2 separate regions of the Drosophila melanogaster genome follow, and region 1 is linked to region 2. A link is a contact called in public targeted proximity ligation data. All regions are on one chromosome and are shown on one strand. The core of a region is the stretch at or near the end of the contact, and the rest is flanking DNA. Distances in the headings are between cores, read along the strand shown.

The links.
Region 1: a targeted proximity ligation map of the Kc167 cell line shows a contact between it and region 2, with 2.5 times the contacts expected there. A contact is called at or near these places in 1 of 107 Hi-C or Micro-C datasets (the Kc167 cell line) and 2 of 7 datasets of targeted methods (the Kc167 cell line and the S2 cell line).

What each region holds. Positions count from the first base shown.
Region 1 is chr3L:16,227,217-16,231,434 of dm6, forward strand. It overlaps l(3)72Dn (lethal (3) 72Dn), which reads right to left and starts at 1,521. Exons shown (of 3, transcript NM_140589.3): 1 at 1,275-1,521; 2 at 1-1,204. The coding sequence starts at 1,411. Tmx3 (Thioredoxin-related transmembrane protein 3) reads left to right here and starts at 1,884. Exons shown (of 4, transcript NM_140590.4): 1 at 1,884-2,124; 2 at 2,189-2,427; 3 at 2,485-3,108; 4 at 3,166-3,923. The coding sequence starts at 2,085. The coding sequence ends at 3,555. PDCD-5 (Programmed Cell Death 5) reads right to left here. Exons shown (of 3, transcript NM_140591.4): 3 at 3,865-4,200. The coding sequence ends at 3,977.
Region 2 is chr3L:16,110,493-16,115,156 of dm6, forward strand. It overlaps Zn72D (Zinc-finger protein at 72D), which reads right to left and starts at 2,134. Exons shown (of 6, transcript NM_001274995.1): 1 at 1,840-2,134; 2 at 1,506-1,606; 3 at 1-1,389. The coding sequence starts at 1,377. It overlaps Taf4 (TBP-associated factor 4), which reads left to right and starts at 2,720. Exons shown (of 11, transcript NM_079378.4): 1 at 2,720-2,873; 2 at 3,393-3,649; 3 at 3,820-4,228. The coding sequence starts at 3,980.

The DNA of each region.
Region 1 (4,218 bases), core at 271-2,770, 120 kb after region 2:
AAGTTCCTCGGGAAGATCGTCTACCAGACGCTCCACCTGCAGGGGATCACTTTTCAAACGACTGATTCGGAGTTCCTTTAAGGTAGAGTAGCAAATCCAGTTTGCATCTGATGAAATGGCAGCAGACTGTATAAAGTTGTGCTCTTTGACATTTAGTTGGAGAAGTTTCTGGGGTGGCAGCTCCAGAAGTTGTTCCTCCGTGTGGCCGACGGGCAGTGCCCAGGGTTTCTTCTTGTCCTCGCCTTGCGGGGCCACAGAACCCAAGCGCCACAGGTGCACGCTGTTGGGATATCGCAAAAGCAAAAGCTTTTTACTGATTGCCATGGAAGCTACGGAACCTTTCAGAAAGGGAGCATGCTGCGACAAATGTGCCTGCATTCGTTCACTGGACGTAATGGTCAATATGCCATCCCTGCCTCCCGAATAAATTTGATCGTCGATAACCAACAGGGATTTCACATAGTGTTTGTGGGCATCGCGCTGTAGGAATTTAATCCAACGCTCGCTGGTGGACTCTTCCCGCTTTATCTTGGTTTTGCTGAAAATCCGGATGAGCGGCGGCTGCATTCCACTGCAAACTAATCGATCCTCCTTATTATTCACAGCCAGGGCAAATACGTTTTTATCCAGAACTCGTGTGGAATCTATCTGTGTCGCGTTATCCGCATCCCAAACGGTAACAAATCCCGCTGAATCACCGGCAATAATCGTATTATCGGATAGCACCTGCAGGGACCAAACTATTACGTTCTTTTCGGATAGGGTCATCGTGTGCAGAGTGGTTCCCTTGAGGACGTTCCAAATGCGAACAAATCCCTCAGTGCCGGTCACCAGTTTAGTTCCAGTCTTATCAAACTTGATGCAGAGAACGCGACCTTTTTGCTTGTTAAATAGGGATTTATAGGTGATTTCGTCATTCTCAATACTCAGGATGTTGATGTGCCCTTCCTCTGAGCCAATGGCAATATCCGTTTCCGCGGGATTCACATCGATACTCCAGAGAGCATTGCCAGTGGGCGAGTGCTCATATCGTTGTTTTAGCTTAATCACATCCCACTCGATCAGTTTACCACTTAAATCCACGGAAAATAAGCGGTTTCCCGCCCAGGCTATAGATTCCACATGAGAATCGGTGGGCAGGTGGATTACACGATCCAAATACGGGGCGTGCTCCAGGTTCCATAGCTCAATGACGGGTGTTGCACTGCAAAGAGTGTACTTATTAGTTTACTGCACAGTAATTATTAGGTTTTTTTTAATTTTCAATAATTTACCGACTCAGAGCGAGGCACTTGCTCGATTTACTATACGCCAAGCTGACAATTTCACGCGGCTTTATAGTGTAGAAGCGCACATTATGCACCTGATGCTTGCCCCTTTGCTGGGGTTCCTTCTTCGCATTATTCGTCATTTTATTTAGTTAATACAATTATTTAGTTAAGAAGAAATAAGGAACAACAACTGAAACAAAATTCCTCTGGAGATGCACGTGTGTGCCTAAGAGTTGCCAGATAGTCTATTTTGTGAGGTAAACAAAGCTGAAGAGTTGCCATCTGACTAAAAATATACCAGATTAACCCTTAGGCAGCCGCTCTATGGCCGCTCAAAAACTTATTTTCAAAATTAAAAATTCTTTTATAAATGTAATTATTAACTATGTCATTATTAAAGATAAATTCTTAGAGATGCATATAAAAAAATTTAATTAGTTTTTATTTCGAATTCATTTTAGTTTTAAGGTTATAGTAGAATGAAAATCTTGAGTTCAATAATCTTTTAAAAACATAATCCAAACAACTACAAAATTAATAAATAAACTTGTTCAATTTACGCATTGGACTAAAGAGTATCTCCTTAAGTATTTTGGATATTTTCCACATCTGGTCAGTCTAAAGGGGGTGGTTTTTGCAAATGTTTTCTTTTGTTGTTGCTGTGGTCCGAAGGAAAATAATTTGGAACTGAAAATTAAACCAATCAACTAATTAAATTAAGTAAAGAAGCTATTAAAATAACGGAAAGCATGATATAGCAAATAAGGGGCACGTAAATTACACTTGGAAGTACAAATTAAACCTGCTGCAAGGATGTCGCCAAATTCTATGTGGATTTTCGGCCTCATAAGTGGTAAATAAATTACGAACAATAGAAAAAATCCAAGCTGATGCTAAATGATTTACAAAACCAACAGCTCTGCTTCTGACTCTGGGTTCGACGGGGCTATCCTCGAAGGTTTTGGAGCTCAGTGACCGGTTCATCGATGTGCGACACGAGGGCCAATGGTTGGTCATGTTCTATGCCCCGTGGTGCGGCTACTGCAAGAAAACGGAGCCCATTTTTGCTCTGGTGGCTCAGGCTTTGCATGCCACCAACGTTCGAGTGGGTCGCCTAGATTGTACCAAGTATCCGGCGGCGGCGAAGGAGTTCAAGGTGAGAATATACCATATTTGGTCCAAGTTCCTTATAAGCATCCCCAAATTCTTACAGGTTCGTGGCTATCCCACCATTATGTTCATCAAGGGCAACATGGAGTTCACCTACAACGGAGACCGCGGTCGCGATGAGCTGGTGGATTATGCCTTAAGGATGTCTGGGCCTCCAGTTCAGCTGGTCACGCGAACGGAGAGTGTGGACATGCTAAAGGGATCCCATACGATATTTTTCATTTTCGTAGGCCAACAGGAGGGCGTGGTGTGGGATACATACTATGCTGCAGCTGAAGGTTACCAAGAGCATGGATTTTTCTATGCCACCAGCGAGGATATCGCTGCCCAACACTTTGACTTTGAGAAACTGCCAGCGGTGATTGTCTACAAAGAAGAGCAGCACCACTTCTATCCGCATGGGCATTTGGCGCACGAAATGGACCCCAATGAAGTGAACGAAACCGTTTTCCAATGGGTGAACGTGGAGAGGTTCACACTCTTCCCAAAGGTCACTCGGTTCAACATCCACCAGCTGCTCAAGACAAACAAGTACTTGGTTTTGGCTGTGGTACAGGAGGATAAGCTCAATCAGATAGCCACGCATGAGCTGGAGTTTCGGGACATGGTGGAGGGCGTGATAAGAAAGCATAGGGCGCGATATCATGACAAATTCCAATTTGGATGGGTAAGTGATTCTATCATAGTTTTATCGATTTGGAGCTAATCAATATTTCCATTTCAGATTGGCGAGCCATCAATAGCACATTCCATTATCTTGGATCAACTGCCCACGCCTCACTTGATAGCGATTAATTCGAGCACCCAACACCACTTCATACCCGAAGATGATCCAATGCAAATGACTCCACAGGCACTGCACCTTTTCCTAGAATCCATCCGCAACGAAAGTGCCATTGCCTATGGAGGAGATACGTACTTTGTACGTTTGAATCGGGCACTGTTCGAAGTGCGAAGAGCATTAAGGGATATGTGGCTGGGAAATCCCGTGCTGACCACTGTCATCTTCGGCCTGCCATTGGGATTCTTATCGCTCATCATGTACTCTATTTTCTGCGGCGATTGCTTGGTCACAGAAGAAGATCCCGATGAAGATCACGAGAAGAAGGAGTAAAGGGATAACTTAAAAATGAATCTAGTGAAAGCTTTTGATTGCGAGTGAATGTTAGAGAAAGTAAATAAGATGATCTCATAGTGCATTTCCGAGCAAGATCATAAAAAGCTAGGAACATACAAGAATATGAAATGATAAATCCCTATAAGAAGTCGTAGAAGACCCCACCCCTCCTCTAGACCACTTTTCTACCGCATATAAATGTAAGCCAAATCTAGTCCTATGTCAGTGTATGTCATTGCCGCTTGGCACGAACTTCCAATACGCTTTAAGATTCGCCATCTGACACAAAGAAGTCCATACGTATTTGGGCATCTAGTTTTGTTTCTCGTTTTAAGTTAGTAAAAGTAATAAACATGATTTAGCGGATGTGAGGAGCGGGCATAACTTAAATTAGATGTTGGGCGGAATTTCGGACGAATCAGCAGCCGTAATCCTCGTCGTCGTCGCTATCGATGGCCGCCCGCCGCCGATCGTATTTCACGGAGGACTTGCTCTGCGGCATCTGAGCATTGACGCTTTCGAGGATGCTGACGAACTGGGCGTCATCAAGTTTTCCACGCACCTGACCCATCTGGGCCATGCGGATGACCATGTTCTCGAACATTTGCGCCTTCTCCGGCTTGCTGACTTTGAGGGTATTAACTAAATGATATTTTATAA
Region 2 (4,664 bases), core at 884-3,383:
GCGCGACATCCAGTTGTTGTAGTCATACTCTTCGTTGTATTGTCGGTTGCGCTGCTCCTCCCAGTAGCCGCCGTCGTGATCATCACCGCCGCGATGCGAGGACATCATGGCCCGGTTGGCACGGGCCTCAGCCAGGCGGCGCTGGCGAGGAGTGGGCTTGAAGTCGACAACTAGATCTGGCTGCACCTTTCGCTTGTACTGCAAGCGATGGCGACGGCCCTTCATATGCATCTCTTTGGCATTCGGGTCGTTGAACTTACAATCGCACAGCTTGCAATTAAAGCTCAAAATCTTGCCCTCTTCGTCCTTGACCTCTTCAATATACTCGCCGCCTACTGGCTTAATGTTGTCCGTGTTTTCGCCCAGCGAATCGTCCAGATTATCATCGAGATCTCCAGCTGCATCGCTCTCGTTCGCGCCACCTTCGGTCTTGGCAACACCAGCTCCGCCAGCAGCAGCGGGCACAAAGTTGATCTTGCCCATCTTTTTGGGCTCCTCCGAGGGAATGGGTTTGCCCAGTTTCTGGTGCAACTTGACCACCTTCTGATGCTTGGCTCCGCGTACATGGGCGGCATATGCGTCCGTACCAGTGCATGTTACATCGCACAGCTCGCAGTGGTAGTTGTTACCACGATTTTGTGTAGCACTGTTGGCACTAGCGGACATCTTCAGCGAAGCCTCGCGTTTCTTATGCTTCTGACCCTCCAGATGCTCGCGATAAGTCTGCGGCCCGGCGCACGAGATTTTGCACACTTCGCAGTAGTGCAGCTGCTGGGGACGTGGAGGTGCCTTCGGACGCATACCCCTTATGGCCGTTGCTCCTGGTATGGTGGCTCCCATCTTACGCTGATACCAGTTATTGGCGCCGCCATTTGGTTTTTGGTTTGGATTGCCCTGATGCTGTTGGGCCACATACATGCTTGCCGCATTGTAGAGTGCTGTATCATAGCCACTGTAATTGTTGCCCGCCGGAGGAGCCGAACTAGGGGGCTTGGGACCACCGTTCGACTTGTCCATCTTGCCCTTGACCTGATTCTTGACTGGCGGAGCCGAGTAGTGCGTCTTGCTGACCGAGGCTGTCGAACCGGAGGCGTTGTAGCTGGCCGGCGACTGCTGATAGAATGTCTTGGTGGCGTCGTATTGCATGGCACTTCGATAGTCGCCGTAGCCACCATAACCCCCCGCCCCAGGGCCAGAGGTGGCGCCAGCGCCCGCTCCTGCTGCTCCGCCATAACCACCCTGTCCGGCGGCCACAGCGGCATTCTGATAGGCGGCCGCATTCGCGTAGGTGGCATTGGTTACCGCCGGGTACGAGACTTGGCCCGTATTGTACTGGGTGCCGCCGTAGTTAAACCCGGCGTAGTTGTTGTTGGCCATTGTCGCGGTGCGCTGCAATTACGAAAATCGAATTTGTTTGACAATCTGTCTGCGGTTTACTAGTTTACCATTGGCATTTGCATTTGCATTTTGGACCTGCCCCCATCCCCACCAAGTGCTCTACTTACATTAGCTGTCCTATCCGACTGACTGTCAATATTTATGGGACTTCGAATGCGGATTTATTCGGGAATTTATATGTGCTTTCCGAGTAATAGCCTGTTTATAGCTGTAAAAGCAAAGTGGTCTTAGTCACGTCATGTTGAGAAAGGAGCTCCCCCCACCACTTTCCCATCCGTTTTTCATCTGCTTTTCTCTATCGATTTTTACCCCGCAGCTTTGGACGCACTTTTCGCGTGTCTGGCCCACATGCGAGTGAGCACACGTGGCGATCTCTTTTCCAACGGCATTTTAGCCCTAGTTGTGCATGGTTAAAAAACAGTTAATGCAAATGGCAATTACCTGAAATCGGTTAAATAAAATTTTTCTTCCGTCTCTATGGGCCGGTACTAGTGTGACCGCAGCGTAATCGGATAATCATACTATGTTGAGCCCGACTTGAAACAAATACCACTTTTTATTTTTGGAAGTTTTTGGAAAATATACCATTACACTATATATGTTGCTTATTTAACGGAATTTGTTTAATATTAAAATTGGTATGGTCTATTTTATTAAGACCGCTATTTGTACGATATGTATTTAACTCGCTCTACAGAATTATTTTGCCCGTTGTGCTGAAGTTTAGCATTTCAAAGATACCGAAAACTAACAAAAATACCATCACGTTGGTGGTGGGGCATGTAGTTCGGTATCAAAGTGGAACTATCGATTGTTTGACCGTTACAAAGTACTACTCCTTCGTTTGAATATATATATGATTTAAGTATATGAGCAAATAGCGTTTAAATATAAAAAAATAATAACATTTTTGAGCATTTTCTTCAATTCTGTAATTACCTAACATTCAGCTTTAAACAGTACTCTAATAATAGTTTTAGTAGTTTCTAATTTTTGAGCGTATTCTTCATTTATTCAATTACCTAACATTCAGCTTTAAACAGTACTCTAATAATAGTTCAAAGGATTTAAAATGTATCGTATTCGAATGTATTAAAATAAATTATTTTGATCCTTAAAAATTGTGGCTTATTACCCATATAAAAACTAATGAGCATATAATTAATTTGGTATGCGGCTAAAATCCGATGGCATCAAAATGCCAGCAAACGTTTTTGGTTTTGAAAATGTACGCAACAAGGCTATAAAAAATCGACATGATATCCAAGTCACTACTTCTTTTCTAGTATTTTAATTCGGTATCGCGTTTAACACGACGATATTGTCGCCAACGGTCACACTGCACAACTCGTCCGTACCTCGGCGGTCCGTAAACAATATTTACTCGGTTTTCGGCTAAATCGCCAGAGAAACGCAACGGGAAATCGTTTAAAATGCGCCCCAGTGCACCGAGTTTGAACGCAAAATGAATTGAAGTGAGTGCATCTGCCACAGGGCCCAGAAAATTTCCCCCGACATTGCAGGCTGTACAAAACCTATACTGAAACACACGCACACAGTCGCACAGACACGGACGTGGGTTTATGCCACCACCCGCTGGCCACTAAAGTAGAAATTACTAATACTACGGCTGGCACGATGCTCCATATTGCCACTGGAGACATGTACAAGATGCATTTGTTTTCTTTTTGTTTTAAATATTTTTATGCGGATTTTCGAAAAATATGAATTTTTCCTAATAGAAATCATCAATTATTAAGTGCTCCACTTTCGAGTTGAACTTTTTTTTAAATTTAGTGCATTCACGAATATTGCGCACTCGCCACCCGCATAAACGAGCGGCATTGCCAGATCGTTGGTTACGTGTTTTTCGCACGCTATCTGGCAACGTCCACCAGCCTCGATTTTCGCTTTGCACGCGCATTCGTGAAAATGGCGGCGTTCTGGCACCGTCGCTGCCAAATTTTTTGTACATCAAAATAATCAAAATAAAGCATTCTTCCAGTGCTCAACAATCAGTCCGTGCGAGCACGCGCGAGTGTGTGTGTGCGCAGGAAAACCCGCCGATCGGGAAAAGTGTAGAAAGGCTTAGCGGCGCAAACAAAAGGCAGCGAATTAGCGAGATAACACACACGCGACAACGACTGCAACGGATGCGCCAGGAGAAAGGCCGACGACAGTGACGGCAAAGGCGAGTGCGAGTGAGCCAGCGCAGCACCAATTCAGCGGAGCACCCGCTTTTTTGGCCAAGGTGAATGCGATTACCTGTGCGCGGCATCCAGGTGTACGCAGCATCTGGTTTATGGCGCACGGCCGCCAGGTAGCCGGCGGTCAGGTAGCACCTCCACCGCCTACCTGTTTCTCCACCGCCTCGAGCCGAATCTTGTATAAATACTAAAAGCGCCTCCCCTTGCATTGCAGTTCGCTTCTGGAGCGCACAGCATGCAACAACTCCGCCAACACCAACACAGGATGTGCGCAACTAGTTGATCGGAACAGGATCGCTCGCCCACACCAACACACAGAAGTCAGTGGAATAGGAGAAACACACTCGCCAATAACATAAACACCACACAGCACGATGAACACCAGCCAGACAGCTGCCGGCAATCGCATCACCTTCACCAGCCAGCCGCTGCCCAATGGCACCATCAGCATAGCCGGCAATCCCGGCGCGGTCATCTCCACGGCCCAGCTACCGAATACCACCACCATCAAGACGATCCAGGCGGGGATCGGTGGTCAGCATCAGGGACTTCAGCAGGTGCATCATGTCCAACAGCAGCAGCAGTCGCAACAGCAACAACAGCAGCAACAGCAGACGCAATCCGTAGGTGCCACCCAAACACAAACCCTAGTTATTAAATCCAACCACCATGCTGTCACCCTGCCGGCGGGTCTAGTCTCAAGTGCACCAGCAGGAATCGTAACCATGACCAAGACCATCAATCAGGTATCCATATTAAAGCTAAACCCACTCTTCGGGCGCTAGGCGATCGCAACTCGGGCGTATCACTTCGTCCAAATCTGATCCCCAATCAAAACCCCCTCAATTCCTCGCTCGAATCGGATAGTAGTGGCCGCACACACTTTGGTTGTATACTTTTATTATGCTTTCATCTGTCTACCTCGCTGCCCGAAATTCCCATATCCTTATCCAAATGGGGTTAGTCCCAGGCTTGATAACGTATTTTACGCTTAAAAAATATCCTTAATTCATTAATGTGAAATCTGAAACTTATATCTGAGTTGAAATCTGAAACTTA